2 separate regions of the Sus scrofa genome follow, and region 1 is linked to region 2. Evidence: chromatin contacts called from public Hi-C data. All regions are on one chromosome and are shown on one strand. Each heading gives the region's core, a stretch centred on a gene start, on an enhancer-like site or on the middle of the called end of the contact. The rest is flanking DNA. Distances are from core to core; before and after follow the strand shown.

Region 1 (7,823 bases), core at 104-2,603, 110 kb after region 2:
TGTAAAAGGATTAATAAGGAAGAGCAGGAGTTCCTGTTGCGGTGCAGTGGAAACCGAATCTGACTAGGAACCATGAGGCTTCAGGTTTGATCCCTGGCCTCGCTCAGTGCGTTAAGGATCTGATGTTGCTGTAAGCTGTGGTGTAGGCCGAAGATGCGGCTCAGATCCTGCATTGCTGTGGCTGTGGCATAGGCCAGTGGCTATAGCTCTGATTCCACCCCTAGCCTGGGAACCTCCATACGCCTTGGGTGCGGCCCTAAAAAGAAAAAATAAAGAGGGGGCGGGGAGGGAAGAGCATAAGAGGAAAACAGAAGAGGAGAAAGAGGAGCTCAGTGTGAAGCAAACCTGTCCTTGACCACAGGGAACTGGAGTCTTGGCTCTTCCCTCCAGAGCAGCATCTAAGTCCTGTACCTTTTCGACAGGCACAAAGGTTTAGGCTCCTATTGGGCACAATTCTGTTTGGTTGAATTAAACTCACATTGCATTTGCCAAGTACCTCCCTATGGAAGAGTCCCGCATAGGATGAAGAGTGCACTTTGCATAGATTTTGTCTTCAAGGTAGGAGATTTTTTTTCAAGGTGTGCTTTTTAAAGCTCAAAGGTAACTTAAAAAGTAATGGAATTGATTTCTTTATCTGGCTTATAGAAATCACTTTTTTTTCCCATATAAGCAAAAACTGAGGAAGCCAGTATCGTCATTCCAAATTTTGAAACTCCCAGTGGGAAATGGATGAGACGGAATGTTTGGAATAGATCAGAATAGGATTTGGTCTGAAGCTGAATTGTTTCTTTTCTTAGTCTTCTCTTTCTTTCTTTCTTTTTGTCTTTTTTTAGGGCCACACCTGTGGCATATGGAGGTTCCCAGGCTAGGGGTCTAATCGGAGCTACAGCTGTCGTCCTATACCACAGCTCACGGCAATGCCAGATCCAAGCTGTGTCTGCAACCTACACCACAGCACATGGCAATGCCAGATCCTTAACCCACTGAGCAAGGCCAGGGATTGAACCCGCAACCTCATGGTTCCTAGTCGGATTCATTTACACTGCACCATGACGGGAATTCCCTTCTCTTTCTTTTTAATAATCTCAACTAAAGTAGATATTTACACAATCTTTCACCCTATACGAAGAATTATTTTGGCTGGATTCCTTCTGAAGAGGGTGGGATGCGATAGATCAAGAAATAGTGCTGCTGATTTCCTGCCTCTGAGCCTCCTGGCTGCATCCTATTCAAACTCTCCTTCCGGCTTTGAAGGGAAAGTGTTTGATGGCAACTCCAGCCCAAGGGCAGCGACGGTGAAATGCCCTCCAGAGAGAGCCAGCTGGCCTGGGCTGCCACTTCACTGTGTTTTTGTGCCCTCAGGAATGTGCAGATTTAGCAAATGACAACACTGAGCATGCCCTGTCCCCAGTGGAGCCCTGGGGCCTCTCTCTTTTTGTCTTGGCTCTTTTCCAAGCTTGAATGATTATATTGGTTGAGCCTTCACTATCCACAAGGGGAGGTGAGAAAGTGGGCTGTGGGGAGAAAAATATACCTTTCTCATGGGCTTTATTCCAGCAGATTTTGAGTTTTCAAGTCAGTAGATCTCATGGAATTTTACTCTCTGTTAGTTTGGAAGTTTGGTCAAAAAGCCCAGTGGTAATAGAATTTTTGCTTTTGAAAAAAAAATTCTGTTGGATGTCAACCATCATAGAATTATTTGTTGGAAAGGATCTCAGAGATTATTCTATGCTAATCACTGAGTGTCCAGAGGGGCTTAGCACGCAGCCTGTGAGTGGCAGAGCAGTGACCAGCCTTCGGTTAACCCAGCCCCAGTCAGTGCTCATCACCTCTGATGTCATTAGGATAATTTCAGTGCTGTACTAGATTGGGATGAAGTGACCTGGGTTCAAATTCTGGTTCTTTCAAAGCCGGGTATATACCTAAGAGAAATGATCACACAGAAAATCTACACAAATGTTCATAGCAGTATTTTTCCTAATACCTAAAAAATAGAAGCAAACCAAATGTCCCTTTACTGATGAATGGATAAACAAAATGGGTTATCTTTACAATGAAGTATTATTCAGCCACAAAAAGGAGTGAAATTCGGATACATGCTACAACATGGATGAACTTTGAAAACTTTAAGTAAAATAAGCCAGACACAAAACAAAAGGCCATATGTTGTAAATTCTACTTAAATGAAATGTCCAGACCTGACAAATTTCATAGGAAAAGAAAGTAGATTGCCAGGCCCTGGGGGAGGGGGAGAGTGGGGAGTGACTTCTGGGCAAAGTTTATTTTTAGATTGATAAGAACCTTCTGGAACTAGATAGTAGTGATGGTTGCATAACTCTATGAATATCACTGAACTAAAAACATCAGTGAGTAGTCATTTAAAGTATGCTAATTATATGTCAATAAAACTGTTGTTAAAAAAAAAATCCTAGCTCTGCCTCTTACCAGTGACTTTAGGTAATGACTCTAAACCCAAGTAATGTCAGCTATGAAATGGAAATAATGATGTATACTTCACAGGGTTGTTCTGATAAATGAGATTATGAATTTGAAAATGCTTCCAAACTATAAACCTCTCATATTTGGGAGCTGTCAATGTGTTATAAGTTCATTATAATTTTTTTTTTTTTGGTCTTTTTGTCTTGTTTTTAGGGCCACACCTGTGGCATATGGAAGTTCCCGGGCTAGGGATCAAATCTGAGCTGAAGCCACCGGCCTACACCACAGCCACAGCAATGCCAAATCTGAGCCTTGTCTGCGACCCTCATCACAGCTCACAGTAACGCCGAATCCTTAATCCACTGAGTGAGGCCAGGATCCAACCCATGTCCTCATGGATGCTAGTCGGGTTCACTAACTGCTAAACCATGACGGGAACTCCTAAATTGGGTTTTCATCTTCTCCTCCAGCACTAGCAAGGTCTAACTACATGGTAATCGTTCAAATAAATACATTTTGAATTGATTAAAAAATGCTTCAATTTTTGTTGTTGTTGTTGTTGTTGTTCTTTTTAGGGCTGCACCCATGGCATATGGATGTTCCCAGGCTAGGGGTCAAATTGGAGCCACCGCTGCCAGCCCATGCCACAGCCACAGCAGTGCTGGATCCAAGCCACATCTGGGACCTACACCACAGCTCACGGAATGCTGATCATTAACCCCCTGAGTGAGGCCAGGGATCGAACCTGCATCCCTGTGGATACTAGTTGGGTTCATTAATCACTGAGCCACGACAGGAACTCCAAAAATGTTGCAATTTTTAAAATTGTGGTAAAAAAACCCAAAATTTTAACAGTTCTTAAATCCTTTTAACAAAAATTTAAGTGTATAGTTAAATACATGCACATTGTTGAACAGCAGAACTCTAGAACTTTTTCATCTTGCATGACTAAATTCTGTACCCACTGAACAGAAACACCCCGTTTCCTTCGCCTGGAACCCCTGGTAGCCACCATTTTGTTTTCTCCTTCTATGAATTTGACTAATTTAGATACCTCACATAAGTGGAATAATTCAATATTTGTCTTTTTGTGACTGGCTCATTTCACTTAACACAATGACCTTAAGGCTCATCCACGTTGTAGCATGCATCAGAATTTCCTTCCTTTTTAAGGCTGGGTAATATTCCATTGCATGTATATACTATATTTTCTTTATCCATTCATCAAACAATGAACATTTTGGTTGTTTTCACTCTTTGGCTATTGTGAATAATGCTGCAGTGAACATGGGAATGCACATAGCTCTTTGAGATCCTGTTTTCAATTCTTTTGAAGTAAGACTTCTGGATCATATGATAGTTTTTTTTTTTTTAATTTAAAATTTTTTCTTTCTTTTCTTTCTTCCTTCCTTCCTCTCTCTCTTTCTAAACAGCTGCACCTGTGCTATATGGAAGTTCCCTGGCCAGGGGTTGAATCAGAGCTGCAGCTGGGGCTTATGCCACAGCCACAGCAACCCCAAATCTGAGCCACACCTAGAACCGATGCTTCAGCTTTCTGGATCCTTGACCCGGTGAGCAAGCCAGGGATTGAACCCATGTCCTTGCAGAGACAACATTGGGTTCTTAATGCGCTGAGCCACAGTAGGAGCTCTCATATGGTAGTTAATATTTAAAAAATTTTGAGGAAACTCTATACTGTTTTGCATTTTACATTCCCACCAAAAGTACACAAGGGTTCCATTTTCTCCACATCCTTGCCAACGCTTGTTATTTTTTTGTGTTTTGTGTGTGGGTTCTTGTTTGTTTGTTTGTTTGTTGTTGCTTTCCTTTGTTTTGGTAATGGCCATCCTAACAAGTGTAAGGTGATATCTCCTTGTGATTTTGCTTTGGTTTTTTCAGTTTTTGTTTTTTTTTTTCTTTTTGCTTCCCAGTGGCATTTGGAGTTTTCAGGTCCAGAATCAGGGCCTGGGATCAGATCCGAGCTGCAGTTCTGACCTAAACCGCAGCTGTGGCAATGCCAGATCCTTAATTCATTGTTCTGGGCCAGAGATTGAACCTGTGTCCCAGCACTCCAGAGATGCCGCCATTCCCATTGTGCCACAGTGGGAACCTCTCATTGTGGCTTTGATTTGCTTCTCTGAGGTGATGTTGGTACCTTTTATATACCTGTTGTCCATTTGTATGTCTTGTTTGAAGAAGTGTCTCTTCCAGTCTGTTGCCCATTTTAAAATAGGGTTACTATTTTTTTTTTTGCTATCGAGCTGTCTTATATATTTTGGATGTTAAACCTCTTATCAAATATATGATTTGCACATATTTTCTCCCATTGCATATGTTGCCTTTTCACTCAGTTGATTGTTTCTTTTGCTATATATAAGCTTTTTAGTTTGATGTAGTCTCACTTGTCTGTTTTTGCTTTTGTTGTCTGTGCTTTTGCTGTCATAGTGAATAAATCATTGCCAAGACCATCATGAAGTTTTCCCCTATGTTTTCTTCTAGGAGTTTTATAGTTTCAGGTCTTATGTTTAATTTTTAATTCATCTTTAGTTGATTTTGTGTATGGTATAAGATAAGGGTCCAATATCATTCTTTTGCTGTGGATATCCATCCAATTTTCCCTAAACAATTTGTTGATGGGACAGTTATTTTCCCATTGTGTAATCTTGGTACCTTTGCTGAGGATCATTTGACCATATATGTGTAGGTTTATTTCTGGGTTCTATATTCTGTTATATTGGTATATATGTTGATCTTTATGCCAGTAACATGCTGTTTTGATTATCAAAGCTTTGTACTATGTTTTGAAGTCAGAAAAGTGTGAGACCTTCAGCTTTGTTCTTCTTTCTCAAGACTGTTTGGTTATTTGGAGTCCTTTGAGACTCCATACAAATTTTATGATTTTTTTTCTTCTTCTGGCAAAAAATATCATTGTGGTTTTGCATTGAATCTGTAGATCACTTTGGGTAGGACGGACATCTTAACAGTATTAAGTCTTCCAGCCCATGAATGTGGGATGTCTTTCCATTTATTTGGGTTTCTTTAGCTTCTTTCAGTAATAATGCTTTGTAGTTTTCAGTGTACAAGTCTTTTTCCTCTTTTGTTAACTTTATCTTTAAAGTATTTTATTCTTTTTGATGTTATTGCAAATGGGATTCTTAATTTTATTTTGGGGTTGTTAATTGTGTATAGAAATGCAGCTGATTTTTGTGTGTTGATTTTGTGTCCTACAACTTTGCTGAATTTGTTTATTAGTTCTATCAGTTCTTTTGTGTGGAATCTTTAGAGTTTTCTATGTGAGTTCATGGTATCTATTATCAGACATAGTGTTACTTTTTCCTTTCTGATTTGGATGCCTTTTATTTCTTTTTCTTGCCTAATTGCTCCACTTAGGACTTCTAGTACTATGTTGGAATAGAAACGGCAAGAGTGGACATTCTTGTCTTGTTCTTGATATTAGAGAGAAAGGTTTTAGTTTTTCACCAATGAGTATGATATTAGTTGTGGGCTTTTCACATATGGCCTTAACATGTTGAGGGAGTTTCCCTCAATTCCTCCTATGTTGAGTGATTCTTTTCTTGAAAAGATACTGAGCTTTGTCAGATACTTTTTCTGCATCTATAAGATGATCATGTGATATTCATTCTTTGTTCTGTTAATGTAGTACATCATATTGCTTGATTTTCATAAGTTGAACTATCCTTGTATCCCAGGGGTAAATCCCACTTGATAATGGTGTATGGTCCTTTTAACCTACTGTTGAATTTGGTTTGCTAGTATTTTTTTTTTTTTTTTTGGTGAAGATTTTTGCATTTATATTCATCAGGGTTATTGGCTTGTAGTTTCTTTTTTTTGTAGCATCTTTGGCTTTGGTATCAGAGTAATGCTGGCCTCATAAAGTGGTTTTGGAAGTGTTCCCTTCTCTTCCATTTTTGGAAGAATTTGAGAAGGATTGGTATACTTCTTTAAATGGTAGAATTCTCAAATGAAGTTATCTGGGCCTGAGGTTTTCTTTTCTGAGAGGTTTTGACATTTGATTCAATCTCCTTACTAATTATAGGTCTGTTCATATTTTCTATTTCTCTATGGTTCCGTCTTGGTAGAAAGTTTCTAGGATTTTACCCATTTCATTTACATTATCCAATCTGTTGGCATACAGTTGTTCACAGTAGTCCCTTATAATCATTTAAAAATTTTTGCAACATCTAATTGTAATGTGTCCCTTTTCATTTCTGATTTTGAGTATTTTTCTCTTTTTTTTCTCAGTCTAGATAAGGTTTGTCAACTTTGTAGATCTTCTCAACAACTCTTAGTTTGATTTTTGTCTATTTTCTATTTCTTTTTTTTTTTTCTCTAGTCTTTATTCTTTCTTTCATTCTGCTAATTTTGGGCTTCGTTTGTTTTTCTCTTTCATTTTCTTGAGCTTTAAAGTTATGTTGTTTATTTGAGATCGTTCTTCTTTTTTAATGTAAATGTTTACCACTGCAACTCTTAGTACTGCTTTTGCTGCATACCATAAGTTTTGTTATGTTGTGTTTTCCCTTTTGTTTGTCTCAAATTATTTCCTAATTTCCTTTTTGGTTTCTTCTTTGATCCGTTAGTTGTCCAAGAGTGTATTGCTTAATTTCTACATGTTTGTGAATTTTCCAGTTTCTTTTTTCTGCTCTTGATTTCCAGCTTCATTCTTTTGTGGTTGGAAAAGATAATTCACATGATTTCAATCTTTTAAAATTTGTTTAGACTTTTCTGTGACCTAACATGTGATCCGTCCTATAGAATGTTCTGTGTATGCTTGAGAAAAAAATGTGTATTTTGATGCTGTTGTATGAGAATGTTTTGTGCATGTCTGATAGGTCTATTTGGTCTATAGAGGTGTTCAAGTCCTCTATTTCCTTATTGATCTTCTATCTGGGTGTTCTATCCATTATTGAAATTGGGGTATTGAAATCTCCTGCTATTATTGTGTTGCTGTCTCTTTATCCTTTCAGCTTTTAAAAGTTTGCTTTATATATTAGGGTGCTCTGATGTTGGGTTTATACATACTTTTGTCATATCTTCCTGGTGAGCTGACTCTTTTATCATTATATAATGACCTTCTTTGTCTCTTGGGTGTTTTTGACTTAAAGTCTCTTTTGTCCTGTATGGCCACCCCTTCTCTCTTTTGGTTTTTATTTGTGCAGCATATCTTTTTACATCCTTTCATTTTCTGCCTGTGTGTGTCTTTAAATTTAAATGGGTCTCTTGTAAACAACATGTGGTTAGAACTTGTTTTTTTAAATCCATTCAGCCATCAAAATTGTTACAGTTTTTGGAGTTCCCATTGTGGCTCAGCAGAAACAAACCCAACTCGTATCCATGAGGATGTGGGTTCAATCCCTGGCCTCGAT
Region 2 (7,091 bases), core at 621-3,120:
ATAAACTTCTCAGTTTAGTAAAATAAACTTACACATGATCTCTAGCCACAGTTGCACATTCTTTCTTTGGAATGTTATTTCTGAAATGACATTTTATTTTTAAATAATTGAAAATTCCATTCCATTACAAACACAGACATACACTTACAATATTTAATTCTGCCACTTGGAAAACTAATAATAATAATTTTTTAAAAATTCTGCAAGTTTGCTGGATAGTAGGACTTGGGTATTAGCAAACTGAAAAATATAAACAACATTTTATTTTATTTTGGCACCACCAGAAGCATGTGGAAGTTCCTGGGCCAGGGACTGAACCCTCCCTCAGTTGTGGCCTGCACCATGCCGTGGCAACACTGGATCCTTAGCTCACTGCACAAGAGAACTTCCTATAAACAACATTTAAAAAAGTTTATAATCCCTTTTACAATGGCTGAAAAGTGCATATGGGCACAAGCTTTCATTATAAAATCCTGGAATTCCTCATAATCAAACAAGAAACCAGGATAGCAGTTTTTTCAATCATGGAAAATTTCAAGCATTCTAAAATGCCAATATAGTTAACACCCCCTGTACAGGATAATAAATGTTAACATCCTGAAAAAATTAAAGTTTATGCTCCTTTGTTTTCCTTTTTTCATTCCTTTCTTCTTTTTCTCATTAGGGGCAATCACAACCCAGAATTTGATGTGTATATTCCCAGTTCTTGTTTTTTATTTTTAGCACATGTTCATGTGTACATGAGCAGTACAAATGTTGCTTCATATTTTTTAAATGTATCTTATCACGCTATAGTAAATTGACATTTGTTTTTACATTTAACATAGTGTTTTTTCATCTTGATATGACATGTGCAGATATATACAGATCTAGGTTATTAGTTTCAAACAGCCGTGTGACAATTTATGGCAAACATATATTCTAAATTTATTCATTCCTCTATGTATGCTTCAATGCTGCAATAAATGCAATGCTTAGAGCAGTATCTAACATACAGTATGTCCTCAAAACATATTTAACGAATGAAATGGCATAAAATATTTTAGGCAGAATATTTTTTGCTTCAACTATCATTATTTGTCATTTAACATCCATTCTATCTCCATGCGTGGCAGGGGTCAATCTCTGAAATTTTCTAAAGCCTTTTTACCCAATCTACTGAAAAAGGCTCTGGTGCCATGCCCGTGTGGGGGCAGGGGTGGGTGGATGTAGTGTGAGTATGGAATGGATACAAAGACATCTCAAGGTCAAAATATAAGACAATGACGGTTTGGTCTGGAGTTTGGGAGGGTGGCAGCAGCGAACGCTATAAATTTGAGGGAGATCAGAGAGTTTACAAGGCAGGGCATGTCCGGTGCTACCATATTCAGATTACGAGGTAGCGGAATATAGAGGTCTTTCCGCGCGTCTTCTGAAAGATGTAATCATCAAACGCCAGACGGTTGCTATGGGAACCGGTGTGTGTGTGTGTGTGTGTGTGTGTGTGTGTGTGTGTGTGTGTGTGCGCGCGCGCGCGCGCGCGTTCGGCCAGAATTCTTGATGCACGCTTAGAATATTTCTTCTTCCGGTCGTCGGTTCTTCGCAACCACCGCCTCTCTCTTCGGTCCCCCGCCCATTCTGTGGGCTTTCATCATTCTCTTCCCATTTCGATTCTCTCCTTTCCTGTTCTAGGTGGCCATCTTGGACCATGCGTCAAGATGGCGCCCCCTGGTCCCAGAGGCAAAGCCCAGAAGCGCCAACGAGGCTGCGCGCGCACGTGCTCGGGCGCGGGAGGGTGGGACGGTGACGTCAAGACGTCGTCCCGCCCCCGGTGGTTGCTCCGCCTCCGGCTCCACTCCGCCTTCCTCTCACCGGGCGAACCCGGAAGTGGAGGAGGAGGTGCGGCGGCGGCGGTGGCAGATCGGGCAGGCGGTGGCTGAGCCGAGCCCGACAGCGTGTCTGGGGTTGGGGGCGGGGGGCGGGGCTGAGCGGCCTGGGCAGCCCGGCCTTGACGGGGCGGGGGAGGCCATGGCCTCGGCAGAGTTGCAGGGGAAGTACCAGAAGCTGGCTCAGGAGTACTCGAAGGTACCCGTCGTATGCGGGGAGTAGGGGGTCCCTGGCCCTACGGCCTCAGGTTGCCTTGGCAGCGACTTGTCAGGACAGAGGGGGACGGCGGAAGGGGCACGCGAATGCTCCCCTCCTCTTTCCTCCGCCTCCTCTGTCCTCCATTACCGTGCTTCCACCTGCAGCTCCCAGGAGATGGGGCCGGGCGGTGTCTGGGTCCGTGTGCATTTCTGCGGGAAGGCGCAGGAGTTTGATTCTTCCTTCTCACTGAACTAACGGGCTTGTACTGGGATGTCAAAATCCTGGCTTCCGTCTCTGGTGCTGGTCGGGAGGGGAAGGGAAAGGTGAGGACCACTCCTCCACTTCTGCTTCCTCAGTTTTCCCAGCCCAGTGATGGGAAAGAGCAAGCTTTTTCCCTTCCCACAGGGATGATATGAGGATAGAAATTCATCTGCCCCCGGTCAAATCAAAAATGTAAATAGAGTCATGCGCGTAAACTGATGCACCAGAGATGGGTGGTTACGAATGGATTCAGTGCTGTGGCAAGATGTTGTCTGGAAATGCTTTTGAAAGCTTTAGTGCTAGGGCTGTGTCTTTTTCTCCTTCTTTTTCACGAATCACCTGGCGTGGGACGGATTACCCAGCAGGTGCTCAATACGTGTTGAACTAAGCAAAATAGGAATCTCCCCTTTTGTCATATTTATGGCATCTGTCTTTTAAATGATGGAACCTTTTTTCTTGGAAAAGGGCGGTGCTGCTTTTCTGGATAGGGTGGTTCTGCCTCAAGCATATTCTAATGAAGTTATAAAAGCGGAATCTTACATATTTAGAAATTGATTCAGTAGTCATTGAACTTAGTTTTCAGTGATCTTGGCATTCATCGGAGCAATGGGAAGACAGCCCCCTTTTTACAATTTGGAGAAATTGAGACACGTTTTCATTTAACAAATATGCAGCAAGGTGAAATGAAATATTCTTTGAAAAATAAAACCCATGCCTAAAACATGCACACTTTAAGTCTTTCCATCATCAAATGGAAGCCTCAGATACTACACTTACTCCAACGGTGCTACCATTGGCAAAACTTCTTGCACTTCCATTTGAATGTCTTAAGAGCCTGTGGCAGGGTGTTAGTGATGGCAGGTTTTTACCCTTTGAAGGAATATATTTTCGGCCGAAAGTTTGTATGAGCATAAAGTAAGGGGACTGATTTTCTTCTCAGGAGAGAAATAAGCTCAGAAGGCAATTCCAAATGGCAAAAGAGCATTCCAGAAATATTTTGAGCCGTGACTGCATTGCTGAAATAATTGTATAGCCTCCCCAAAGTAATAAACACTTTGAAAGATTTTCTTCTTTTGGATGAGTAAGCTCTTTGGTTCTGCAAACACTTATTATGTGCTGATATGAACAGTCTTCCAGGCTCTATTGAGTGAGGCAGAATTCTGCCTTCAGGAGAACCATTTAATAGAAAGTTTAAACTTTGTGCATAATTATGATACAAGATGACAAGTATTAGTTCAGTGGGAGCACAGTAGAGATAATGGGTAAAGGTAGAAGTTACTGGTATTGGAGAGTGGGGAAGAGGGAGGAAGGGATGGATGGTGGCACTCCAGACAAAGGGGACAGTCTCTTTTGGCTGACAGGAAGGCATGTGCAAATATGGGACAGAGAATGGTGAAATATGGGTGGAGAGATAATCTGGACCCAATCATGAAGGGTTGTGGATGTCAAATAAGACATTTGGACTTTATCTTTGAGTAATGGAGAGTCATTAAAGGCTTTCAGAGAGGAGAAGGACATTGCTTTTAGGAAGAACACTGGAGCTGTGTGGAGGATGGACTCAGATAGGGAAAGACTGGTGAAAAGGAGACTAGAGTATAGGCTCTTAGAATAATTTAGGAGAGAGTGTGTAGGATTAAATAAAATCAGTGATGGTTGAGATAAAAACAGGGTCTTAGATTTAGGAATCATGATTTAAAAGTATGGTTTAGCTTACCTCTCTTGAGTGCCTGCTTTGCACACGGCATCCTTGTGTCTCATTCATTCTGTGGGACATGGTGAGCGAGGGAAGACTGGGTTGACCCTAAGGTAGACCCGTGGACTGCTCTGAGGGAACACCACTGCTACCGGCAGAGGAGGATGGGCAGGAAGGTTTGGAGGGAAGAGTGTATTAAAGGTTAGATGCAATCATAGTATTTATGTTGGAAGGCGCATTGAAGCTATTTTATTCACATAGTAGCTTGAGGTGATGTTGGAGTGATTACTGAAAATTTCTAGTGGAGAGGGACTGGCTAAAAGGACAAAGGCCGGAGCTTTTGGAATAATTCCCATGAAGACAATTGTTGAACTTCAAGAGTTAATCACTTTAGGTGGATTCCTCAGGGACACCTGTTGGAAGGATGTGACAGTAGGAGGAAATGCTGAGGAAACTTTAGGAGGTCTGCCAGACTTGAGGTTATCTCCTCTGTTGGGCCAGGCCATTCTTCATCCTTTTAATTTCAATGTGATGGAAATTTCAGAACAGGAAAACAGGGATTGATCAGAAGGTTTCATATGTTTTTCATTCCCTGTCAACTCTAGTGCAGAGCAATTTCTAGATAATATCTATGCTGCCTTCAACCCTGTGCCTGTGGGAAGGGTTTTCTTTCTTTCTTTCTTTCTTTTTTTTAAGCTTCCCTAGTGCAGAAATTGAGGGCTGATGTTGAAATTCAGTTACATTGTTCTTTTTCCTTATTTAGGATACAAAGAAAAAAGATTTCCTTTTAATCTGCAGAAGGAGGCCTCTGAATTAAGAGAGCAACAAGCATGATCCCTAAACCAAGGATACCTGCAAAATCTCCTCATTCCTATTTATGTATTTGTTTATTTATTTATTCTTATTTCTATTTAATGCAGATCTTGGCCTGCATTCTAGGAAGGGGCCTATTTCTTCCTTATTAACTTCTGCCCTCATCTTTCTTCCTCCTGAGAAAGAAAAAAAACAGTCAGAGGAGCTCCCATTAAAGAGATGGAGAGTTTCATTAGATGAAAGGTGAATTATGGAGGCTGAAGCAGATGAGAATTTCCGAGGCAGACAGATTGCTAAAACATAAAGTGTTATGCAAAGGTCAGTAAAAGTGGAAATTAAGACCTTAGTGGTTTGGACAATTAGGAAATCAATGGAGGCTTTTAAAATTTCCGGTTTGGGAGTTCCCTGGTAGCATAGTGGTTAGGGCTCAGTGCTTTCACCATTTTGGCATAGGTTCAGTCCCTGGTCTGGGAAATGAGATCCCACATCAAGCCACTACATGCTGCAGCCACACACAAAAATTTTTTTTTCTGGTCTAACAGAGTTTGAGGGAGGGGAAAGGTGTGTAGAGGCTGGTCTTTGGAGATTTATGAAGTTAATAGGTAATAGGTGGAGGCTGCCTTTCTGAGATGCGAGGGCTCAAGGCCTCACCTTTACTATGCTGTAGATTAAGAATCAAAGACTGTTTCTTGCTTGGTATTTCTTCCACGGCATGGTCTGCTTCTGATGTTCTGGTATGTCTTCTTCCTCTTCCTTTTTTTTTTTTTTTTGTCTTTTTAGAGCATTTGGAAGTTCCCAGGCTAGGGGTAGAATCAGAGCTATAGCTGCTGGCCACAGCCATAGCAGCCACAGCAACATGGGATCTGAGCCATATCTGCGACCTACATCACAGCTCATGGCAACGCGGGATCCTTAACCCACTGAACAAGGCCAGGGATAGAACCCATGTGGGTATTTGTTGGGTTCCCACTGAGCCATGATGGGAACTCCATGCTCTGGTATATCTTCTGAAGTTCTGGAGAAGAGAGGCTGAAAACATGCAGTCCTGGCTCATTTGATTTCAGCCACTTGCTCTGCTCAGGCTATGGAACTCTTGACGGGTACCATGTTAGTGTGTAAACAAGTTTCAAGTTTTAACTGTCTTTCCAATGTTCGTGTTACTCTGGGTCAGTGGTTCTCAAAGTGTAGCCCCTGGGTGAGCATCATCAGCATCTGGGAATGGGTTAGAAATACAAATTCTTGGGTCTGCCCCAGACTTACTGAATCTAAAACTGGTTGTCAGACCCAGCAGTCTGTGTTGTAAACAAACCTCCCCAGTGATTTGGATGCATACCAGAGTTTGAGAACCATTGCTCAAGAAATGGTATCAGTATAGTAGCTCTTACTCAGATAACCTTTTTAAAGCTCCTTTCAAGGCAATAAAAACTAATGGGAAAGCTAAACATCCATTATTTCTCTAACACTTTACTTTGTAATTGATGTTCCTTTTCCTTTGGAAATGTTTTAAGCTTACTAAAAAGTTACTTAGAGCTACTCTTTTTGGGAAAGGGTGGGTATGTTTGCTTTTCAGAGAGCAAAGCTTGGCTGAATCTGATTGATCACCCTCTCTTGCAAGATAAATAGACTCAGGTGCTAGATTGGATTAAAACTGAGCATCAGGTTTTTTAACCCTAATGTGTAGGATTCACTACTGAAGGTGTATTGGAAAACAGCCTTGTGTTTAGCGCTGTCCAATGGAACTTTCCATGAGAATGAAAGCGTTCTGCATCTTTACTATCCAGTATGGTGACCACTAGCATGTAGAGTACTTGAGCACCTGAGATGTGGCAAGTTCAATTGAGGAACTGAAGTTTGGATTTTATTTAAGTAATTTAAGTTTTAATAGGCAGATATATAGCTATTGGCTACTCTGTTGAACTGTGCTATCTTAGTCCCTAGATCAGTGCATCAGAAATGCAAATGTCTGTGTGACTAACCTGAAGACCTTGTTAAACTGCAGATTCTAATTCAGTATTCCTGGGGTGGGGCCTGAGATTTTGCTCCTAGGTGATGCTGCCCTGGTTCCCAGACCATGCTTTGAGTAGCAAAGCCTTTGAAAGGCAAGGGGGTGTCCTACTCTTCTCTGATTCAGCTGTACTGCTGGCCAGTCACTGATGAGGCAGGCTAGGCTGCAGGGTTGGGGGAGGGGGTTTTGTCCTAATTTCCCTACAGGGGAGCAGGAGCTAGAGAAAGGAGCTAGCGAAAGGGTTTCGTCTGAGGG

What was found. A called contact is a pair of places that touch in the nucleus more often than the background predicts.
Region 1: a Hi-C map of liver shows a contact between it and region 2, with 2.0 times the contacts expected there. The contact joins the enhancer-like site here to the promoter of PPP1R21 in region 2. A contact is called at or near these places in 7 of 47 Hi-C or Micro-C datasets (embryonic fibroblasts, fibroblasts, heart right ventricle and 2 more) and 1 of 2 datasets of contacts at active chromatin or transcription factors (skeletal muscle).

The regions. Positions count from the first base shown.
Region 1 is chr3:92,110,076-92,117,898 of Sscrofa11.1, reverse strand. The region is part of intron 2 of STON1 (stonin-1); the gene reads left to right. Among named protein-coding and RNA genes, the nearest start is that of GTF2A1L, 31 kb to the right of the region's middle. Within about 2 kb of position 1,353, at least 5 of the 83 cell types and tissues checked have an H3K27ac peak or open chromatin away from gene starts, as enhancers often do. A contact at or near this core is called in liver, where this site is marked.
Region 2 is chr3:92,222,498-92,229,588 of Sscrofa11.1, reverse strand. It overlaps PPP1R21 (protein phosphatase 1 regulatory subunit 21), which reads left to right and starts at 1,870. Exons shown (of 22, transcript XM_003125155.6): 1 at 1,870-2,064. The coding sequence starts at 2,008.